Regions from separate parts of the Bicyclus anynana genome. Here region 1 is linked to region 2. The links are chromatin contacts, called in public Hi-C maps. All regions are on one chromosome and are shown on one strand. Each heading gives the region's core, a stretch centred on a gene start, on an enhancer-like site or on the middle of the called end of the contact. The rest is flanking DNA. Distances are from core to core; before and after follow the strand shown.

Region 1 (4,531 bases), core at 723-3,222, 69 kb before region 2:
ATACATATAAAAAAAACTAAAGACCTACATTCTGAAAATTAAAAAGAAGATTTAGATATTTTCTAGTATATAAAACAAATAGCTTTAGCCTTGAATCGTTTTGGATATCATTGTGAATACAAACAGATATTTCAAAATTTTAATAATCATCAATATTTTTATATGTCATAGTCTTCTTTTATTACCACCTATAAATTTTTAGTTACTTATAATACATATATTTAATATTGATACACACAACTTTACTAATAAATATTAAATTTGTCTAGACATATACAATTCAAATCTGTTTTAAAACCAAATTATATTCAGAACTATCAGAACTCCCGGTTTCACCTGTGTAGTTCCCATTAACGTGGAAATATGAGAGCAAACAATATCATTAATTATTCACTATCTATGCAGCTTTCCATTGGTGAAAGAGTTCTCTAAATTGGTCCAGAAGTTTTTATGTTTATATGTTACATACAAAAATACAAATCTTACCTCTTTATAATATTAGTGTAGATTACACTAATATTATAAAGGTGAATGTTTGTATTTAAGTGTGTATACTTGTCAGTCCTTAACATTGCAACTACAAAACGTTACATTTTTTTTTACAAGTTAGTACCTGATGGTAAGTAATGATGCAATCTAAGATGGAAGCGGGCTACTACTACTAGCACTACTACTGGTTAGGAGGAAAGTGAAATCCACACACTTTTTGGTTTCTAAACATTATACCGGAAGGCTAAATCACTTGGGTGTTACAGAATGGAGATAGATTAGACCCTAAATTAGCACTGAGATATACTAAATCTTACCATGTTTATCCCTGGCAAATCCAGGTTAACTTTTTTTGTGAAAACACTAAATACAGATAAACACATCTGCAGTAATAATTCTAAGTATATAAATTTTAGATTTTCCTGAGAATATGTAAAAATAGAATACTTGTTTCATTTGAATATAAATGATTGCATTTTAGTTCGAATTCATTCAAATAACCTTCAGAAACAACTAAATTTAAATGTTTGGAAAATGTCACTATTTAGAATATAGTTGAGCGAGGCTGGTGTGCCTTGGTTGTAATCAGAATTTGTAAAATGACCTAATTAACCAATATTGAAGGCCATCCCTATTAATAATATTAAGTGACCCACTTCAAAAACATCACTATCTGTGCCCTGTGCTATACCTAATTGAATAAGCCATATTTTTTAGTTAATATTGCACTTTACTTTTTAAAGCGTAACTGTGCATATGAGTATCTGAGCTTTTTATATCTTATATTTCAATAAGTTTTGAGATTTATGAAATAAAATTGTAAATTATGTAAACAATAGTAGTGTTTGTTTACAGAACTAAGAGACATTTAAATAATGCAATTACAATTATATCCATAGTAAATACCTGTAAATTACTAAAGCATTACTAAAACATTGGTAACAACTCGAGAAGTGAAAGTTGTTAAATTGATGCCTTTTTAATGATATACATAACCACTGAAGAATTTCTCTCACTGAAGTCTCCCATTATTTTAATTAATATTTGTTTATATGTACCTACTTATAGATAAAAACAAATTGCATGAGCACACTTACTTTTCTGTATTTATCGAAAGAAACATTACGAACGAATGAGCGACTTCAAAAATCGAACAAGATAACACTTCAATGGTTTTGTAAATTGATATTTTATGGATTCTAGTATTTCTCATGAGCTCGACCGCAGAATTGTCGATGTCTAGCCTTAGCTAATCATTGCATCTACTGAAATTAAATATAATACACTTACTTTGCCATTTTGATAGATTTTCTGTAATCTCTTGCTACTCAGTTTCAGAATACAATTTCAGAATTGCAACATGCTATAGCGTTCCAAATATAGGAAAGGAAATCGATTACAGGGCGCGTAATATTTTCATATTGGAACGATCATACTCTTGGGAAAATTATAACTTCCAAAAACACAACCACTTCGATCACTGTTTCTTGACAGAGTAAAAAAATTTAATTAATTAAAATGACATTCATATCTGTGTTGCATGTTAAAATCTAAATACAAAATTTGTTGGAGGCAACACTGATTAAGTAAACTCTTAAATAGATGGCAGCACTTAAAAGTTCGAGTGGTTCATTTATACGATAGTACGGTGAAGAAATATAGAGATTCGCCAAGAGATGGCGCTATATTAAAAATGTTTTAATATGTATTTTCCGAATGCTGCGTCCTCGTTTTGTGTAAAACCCAAGTACAATTTTTTTTATAAAATATTTTTTGTCATTAAAAAACTGTATTTTTGTCTTACAATGTAAGTATATATACATATATACATACATACATAGGTACCTATAATAATGATTAACAAGGTGTTAGGAATGTAGGTAATTGTAGGTACGTAACTATAGTTATCTACGTATCATAATCTTATATTAAAACTCGATTAGGCTTGAGGTAATTTTATATTTATTCCTATCTTCTACTACATAAATAAATAATTATTATTTGCTTAGTATTTAATTAATATTCAAAGGCTTCAACGTTTATTTAACCGGATATCCGGTTCCTTTTTGACATTCAAAAGTGCCGTGCGCGGAATTTATTAAAATATCAACCTGTTACTTTTTAGAATTGTTATAAGTAAATATCTAAGATTCGATCACCACTAAAACAATAACCAAATATTTCACCATTGAATCTTGTAAAGAGAAAACAAGATATATATTGTATTTCTTATTACTTCTTTTGCCTTGTAATGCTGAATGCCCGAGTTCAGCAATGGGCCTTAAACCCATCAAGGTTTGAGGGAGGTTTCAGGATTGAAATAAAATTCCAATAACTCCACGGTAAATTTTGCTAACAGTACCTGTACTACTACTAGAGGGGTACAAGAAAATTAACAAAATATGACACATTTACACATCATAGCGTCTCGCAGTTACCAAATAGTTAATAAAAAAGGACCTAAATGTAAATAATTACATGTTTTGGAACTGCGTGATTTCTGCCTCTCTGCTGGCTGAGAGGATGGTGCAGAGGGCGAAATTCTTACCTAATTAAATTAGTATAGGATAATTTGAATGTATTATACAGCAATAAATATTATTTTAAAGTCATTTCAGTTATCAAATTTGATAAATCTATTTTTTGGAGAAGAAATTTTTTATTGTGTATAATCTGTTCGTATAGTGCATACCCTAGTTAAAAACATTGTGCACGCCACTGCTTTAGATATAGGTAATAATTATAGGTAGGTATTTAGTGATTATTATTTAAGTAGTAATATGAATCACAGGCCCATTTGGTAAATTCTAATTGCTAATCATGAAATATCAAGACTTTTAAATGTACCTTCAATTAATAATAGATCTAGTTAATTCAACCAGTTTTTGCGACGCAAATTCTCTAACGACAAATGGGCATAACAATTATATTGTAGGTATATCAAGTCTGTTGAGGACAAAATTGGCAATAATATGCCAATAATATATGCTAATTTAATTTGACTTATGAAACTAAATGACTGTGTTTTCGTAGAAATTTTAAATTTCCATGATAATATACAGGATGTCTCGTAATTAATAGGTAAGACGCAAATGGACGCAACACATCACCTAATTGTCAAAACTATGTAATTTGACTAGTTTTATAAATTTCCCTGGGTTGACTATTTTCTGTTTTTTTGGGTTTAAATTTCTTAAACTTATCTTTCTGAAATCGATTCTCTTGAAAATTGCATTCTAAAGAACAATTTCCGTCACGCAAAACTTGTGTTTCCCTATAAATTCAAATAGGGGAGCCGAAGAAGGGATTTTTGCAGTTACTCGAGCGCGGCGCGCGACATAAGGGACTATACCTTGCACGTTGTTGAGTACCTCCACCAAGTATGAGCCAACTAGCACGTCAGATTAAGATAAGGTAGGTGAGATGATAGCTAAAAACTGCACATTTTGAAAATCTGACGATTTGGTTGACGAATGGGAGGGTTTAAAAGTTACAAAATAAAACCCTTATATTTTAGTTCTCGAGATACGAGCGCGGTTATTTTTTTACTTATTATGAAGGAAATAACCTCCTGATTAATCGCTAAAGTTTTCTGACAATTTCAGTAAGCCAAAGTAATAAAAATTGCTTTTAAAGTTTGTAGTTTATTTTTCCACTGCTAAAAGTAAATAACCATTTTTCTTCCTATAATTTAATCTGCCAAATGCAATCGGTACCCATGACGCTCGAGTAACTGCAAATTTAGCATCCCGGGCTCCTCTACTAAAACAGTTTACCATCTAAACATGTTTTAGTTTTATACGGAAGACTCCCATACTGCACTTGTAGTTAGAAGTATGCAGGAAAGTTGTTTATAGAACTAGTCTACTAATGTTACTCCAAATTAAGTGAATATATGAACCTAAATTCCATACGCACAGGCGCGGCTTGCAGGCGTTAGTATGAGTTGAATTAATTTGTGTCTTTTTTCGAAATCTAGGTTAGCTGTCTGTAGGAAATCTAGAACTAGAATGGTTTACTTTGATGTATTTTTGAGCTTAGA
Region 2 (4,637 bases), core at 1,486-3,985:
GATGGTTTTTATGAGGCCTAATATTTAAAGCCCAACATCGGAAGTATTGAATTTTTTTTCAGCCTTACATTTAACTGAATATGAACCTCGTCTATTTTTAATTAGTATGTGAATATAAGAAGTCCCGACTGTGCATTGTTCAAGAAACCGTGCGGTTCTTTTGTCCAAAGTTACTTAGTGTAGAATGCAAAATATTTAGACAAATAATAAGGTCTGTCATCATGATGATAACTGTTGCCCACAAATTGCAAAATACTCATTTGTGTACAGACAATACATGGTATACAATGCATAGGGCGGTAGGGTGACATCACATTTCGTTGCTTTGTAAACTTACTCGTAATCCCGATAACTTATGTGGCTTAATATCATCAATATGCAATAGTAAACCTGGAGTCAGATATATATAATAAATATAGTGACCGTTTCAAAATCTATATTTCTATACTAATATTATAAATAAGAAAAGTAAGTCTGTCTGTCTGTCTGTCTGTTACCTTTTCACGGCGAAATGGCTGAACCGATCAACATCAATTTTGGTAAATGGGACTTAGGAGCAAAATATAGGGTACTTTTTGACACTAAAAAGGGGGTGAAATAGGGGTTGAAAGTTAGTATGGAAAGTCCTTCATTTTTAGAGTTACAGTTTTAAAAATTTATTCATAAATAAGGAAAATATACGAAATATAACGTGACTCAAGAATTTTTAAAATACAACCCCTAAAGTGGTGAAATAGGGGTTGAAAGTTTACATTGATTACCACGTGGCCAAAGAAATTGAGAATAGAAATGTTGGTTCTGTATTCCGTCCAAGGAATCCTCAACAAACGTCTCCAACACCACATATCCAGGGCATGTGAGACTAATCTCATGAAACTTGAACGTATGGTTTCCTCGCGTATGTAGAAGAACAATATAATTGATCTCGGGTGTTTACGCCGCTCTGTTTGCTTTGCATTTCGGAACAATGCTGCGGCACTACATTAGGTACCTTGTTTAATTTGTGTAACTTGTATAATTTGCGTCCCATTATTTAGGTTAGTTTTGTCATAACATTTAGGATTGCAACGCCTAAATTTTGGCTAAGAGGCTTTTTATTTATTTGTATACCACATATAATACAGACTTTCTTGATGAATACTGTTTACCAATAAAGAAATTAGAAATGAAGGTAGGTAAAATATAATTATAAATAAAGCTTAAAATATAATTTATTTTCATCAATTTAAGAATAAGTTGATTTTAATTATTATTAGGTGTGAAATGACTAGTGATTTATACCCTCATTTTTAATTTGTTTGTTGGTAAACAGTCCTCATCAAGAAAGGCTGTAGTATAGAATAGGTAGGTACAGAGATTTATTAAATATTTTCCTAAAGTAATTAAAAATAAATAACACTCCAGTATTATGTTTGTAAAGAAATATACAATTAATATATCTGTCCTGGCAAACGTTGTTCTGATATATTTTTATAGAAAATAAAAATAAAATCACGGTTAAAAATGGGTATGAGGTAGGAATATGTGAATGAAATAGCTATTCATTACGAAATCGTACAAAAAAAATCAAAAAATCGGTTAAGCTGCCTCTAATATATTAGAAAACATGAATACCTAACCTAACCTTTCATAATTCAAACCATAAAATGACTCAGTATAATTTAATACTTTGTAATAACAATTTAATTACATCAACCTTTTGTAACGACCAAATTCCTTTACATATTATAAGAACCTAAAAACAACTTGTTTTTAAGAAGCCATTTTTTAACAAAACTAGATTTTAATTTGGATGATTTCATCTGGTGGAATTTTTGAGTCATCGCTTATTTTTTGTACAGTTGACAAATTATATTATTTTTCTCACTAGGTATAGAATAAAATAAAACTTGAGTATAAAGCTTCGTACACACCGGCGTATTCATCCGAACCGGTAGTGAGGAGTCTGTGTCCAACATGGACTCTAGCTTATAGAAAAAGGACGTGTTCAAAAATTATCGTATAAAATGCTAATCTGAAACCGCATTAAGCCTGTGTATACGCGGTCTGGGTTTAAAGCCATGCTACACATCAATTCTCTATCTACAAACACTAACGCTTCGAAAACTAAAAAAATGTAAAGAGGTTACATTCGTTATCTATCAGTCACGTGATCAACCTATCAATAATTTTTGCCATTCCCAATCATCTTTTGGTTTTCGAAGCTTTTGTAGAAAGAGAATTGATGAACTTGGCTACAATCCTTTGTTTTATGTAGCGTGCATGCAAGCGCTTTTGCAGATTGCATACGCTCAGAAAAAGCTCTGAAATTGCACTAACAAGAAAATCTTAATGCATTCATTTTCACACACAGATATGGGTTTTAATAAGTTGACTTCTACTGTCCAATAGTCTATCACCCCGTAGTGTCTATAGTAGGTAATACAATATTTAAGCCGCCTTTATTTACCTTAAAGGATATATCGTTTAAAATGTGGTCTTAAGTTAGGTTTTTCTTGTGCCCTTTACTTTTCGATCGTAAATAACTTAACTCGTAAATCCAGGCGTTGTGTACGTACCATACCAAAAGAAATGCCTTTGTGTCTTGTTAAAAAGATCATAAATTCCACAGACAGCATTTTAATGTAAATTAGTAGAGCCATCGGAAGAATTCATGCGTACCGTCTGACCACGTACGTCCTTATAAGGTGAAACTGTGGGTAGATGTACAATTAATGAGACACGCCTTGCGGCCTTGACCTTTGCAACACTATACCACACTATACGTTACACGATACATGATAAAATGCCTGTTAAGGTGGTGTCAGACTAACTTGTAATTGCAAGATTTATACCGGAACCTTTACTTCTGTACTAATGTCATAAAGAGGTAATTGTGGTATTGTAGAATAATCTCTGGATTTACTGAACTGATTTTGAAAATTCTTTTACCACTAGAAAGCCACGTTATTTGTGAGTATTAAAGATCATATTTTATCCCCTTATTCTCACTGTAACGGGAACTACGCGGGTGAAACCGTGGGGATAAATCAATAATGAATGTCATTACAGTTTATATTTTGCGATGACCAAATAATTCAGGTAAAATTGCTTTACAATATTTAAATATCACGACATCTTTTGTAAATAAAATATGTGTTAAGAAAGTTTTCTCAGCTCTGAAAGCTTCAGCTCTCTACGCTTTCACTACACTGTGAGATTTTCGGATAAAAGCAAAATAAATTTGTTATTCATAGTATTTTATCACCTACCACATTAAACGCAATATTCAAAATTGCATTTACAACTACAAAAAGTACAAAGTCCTTGGTTTTCCTATTCCTGATACATTGCAAGGATTGGATAGAAGCAGGCGTTACTTTGCGGAAGTTCATCTATACTATCTATACTAATCTATACTCTATACTAATATTATAAAGAGGTAAAGTTTGTAAGTTTGTAAGTTTGTCACATTTTTTAAATGGGGTAATCTTCGGAACTACTGGTCCGATTTTAAAAATTCTTTCACCAATAGAATGCTACATTATCGGGGAGTGCTATAGGCTATATTTTATATTGGTATCATATATATTAGCCGAGTTATCACAGTTTTTGTCATACAGGTCGGACTAAAAACTTTTTAAACAGACTTATTCGCATGCGCTGCCTTAACCATTGTGTAAAATTGAAATTAATGTATAGAGACTTTATGTATCTTTAAAAGTTCTACAAAAAAGTCCGCGACGCCATATATCTATCTTCTATATATTAGCAGATATAGTACCTTTTGTGTTTTAAAAATTATTAATTTTATATACTTAGGATTACGTCATTATTTATACAACTAAACTTTAATCCTTATTAAAATAAATTGTTTAATAATCTCAAGAATATTATGGAGATAAGATTTGCCCTTTACAGTATGTTAATTACTTAAAAAGTTTCGGAGATAATACAACATTTCTAAAAGACGCAGTAATTCCGCTATATGACGCCCGGCGCTTTCATTTACGTAGTTCCCGTTCCCGTGTGAATATGGGGATCAAACATAGCCTATAACACTCGCAAATAACGTAGCTTTCTATTGGTAAAACAATTTTTCAAATCGGTCCAGTAGATCCAGAGATTACCTCCTACAACCACACGAACTTTACCTCTTTATATTATTAGCATAGGAGTCTCTATTTCTCTTGGTCATACCACCACTCTCGAAAGACTGGACCGATTTTGCTAGGGGTAGGAGTAAGATAGAGAAGTTACAGGGTAGGGTAGGGTATGGGTAGGGAAGCGTAGGGGTAGTGTAGGGGTAGGGTAGGTTTAGGGCCGGGTTTAGGGTAGTGGTAGGGTAGAGGTAGAGATAGGGTAGTGGTAGGGTAGAGGTACGGGTAGGATAGGGAAGTGGTAGGGTAGGGGTAGGATAGGCGTGAGATAGGGGTACGGGTGGGATAGGGGTAGGAAAGGGATAGGGTACGGGGAGGGTAGGTGTAGGATGGGGTTAGGGGTAGGATGGGGGTAGGGGTAGGATGGGGGTAGGGTGTAGGTAAGCTATGGGTAGGGTAGGGGTAGGTTGGGGTAGAGTAGGGGTAGGGTGGGGGTAGGGGTTGGGTAGGGGTAGGTTGGGGTAGAGTAGGGGTAGGGTGGGGGTAGGGGTAGGGTAG

What was found. A called contact is a pair of places that touch in the nucleus more often than the background predicts.
Region 1: a Hi-C map of whole body shows a contact between it and region 2, with 1.7 times the contacts expected there. The contact joins the promoter of LOC112057897 here to the enhancer-like site in region 2. A contact is called at or near these places in 2 of 2 Hi-C or Micro-C datasets (whole body and whole larva).

Annotation. Positions count from the first base shown.
Region 1 is chr14:1,671,011-1,675,541 of ilBicAnyn1.1, reverse strand. It overlaps LOC112057897, which reads right to left and starts at 1,972. Exons shown (of 10, transcript XM_052885635.1): 1 at 1,780-1,972. The coding sequence starts at 1,787.
Region 2 is chr14:1,602,664-1,607,300 of ilBicAnyn1.1, reverse strand. All of the region lies in intron 3 of LOC112057899, which reads left to right. Among protein-coding and RNA genes, the nearest start is that of LOC112057899, 11 kb to the left of the region's middle. Within about 2 kb of position 2,735, at least 7 of the 8 cell types and tissues checked have open chromatin away from gene starts, as enhancers often do.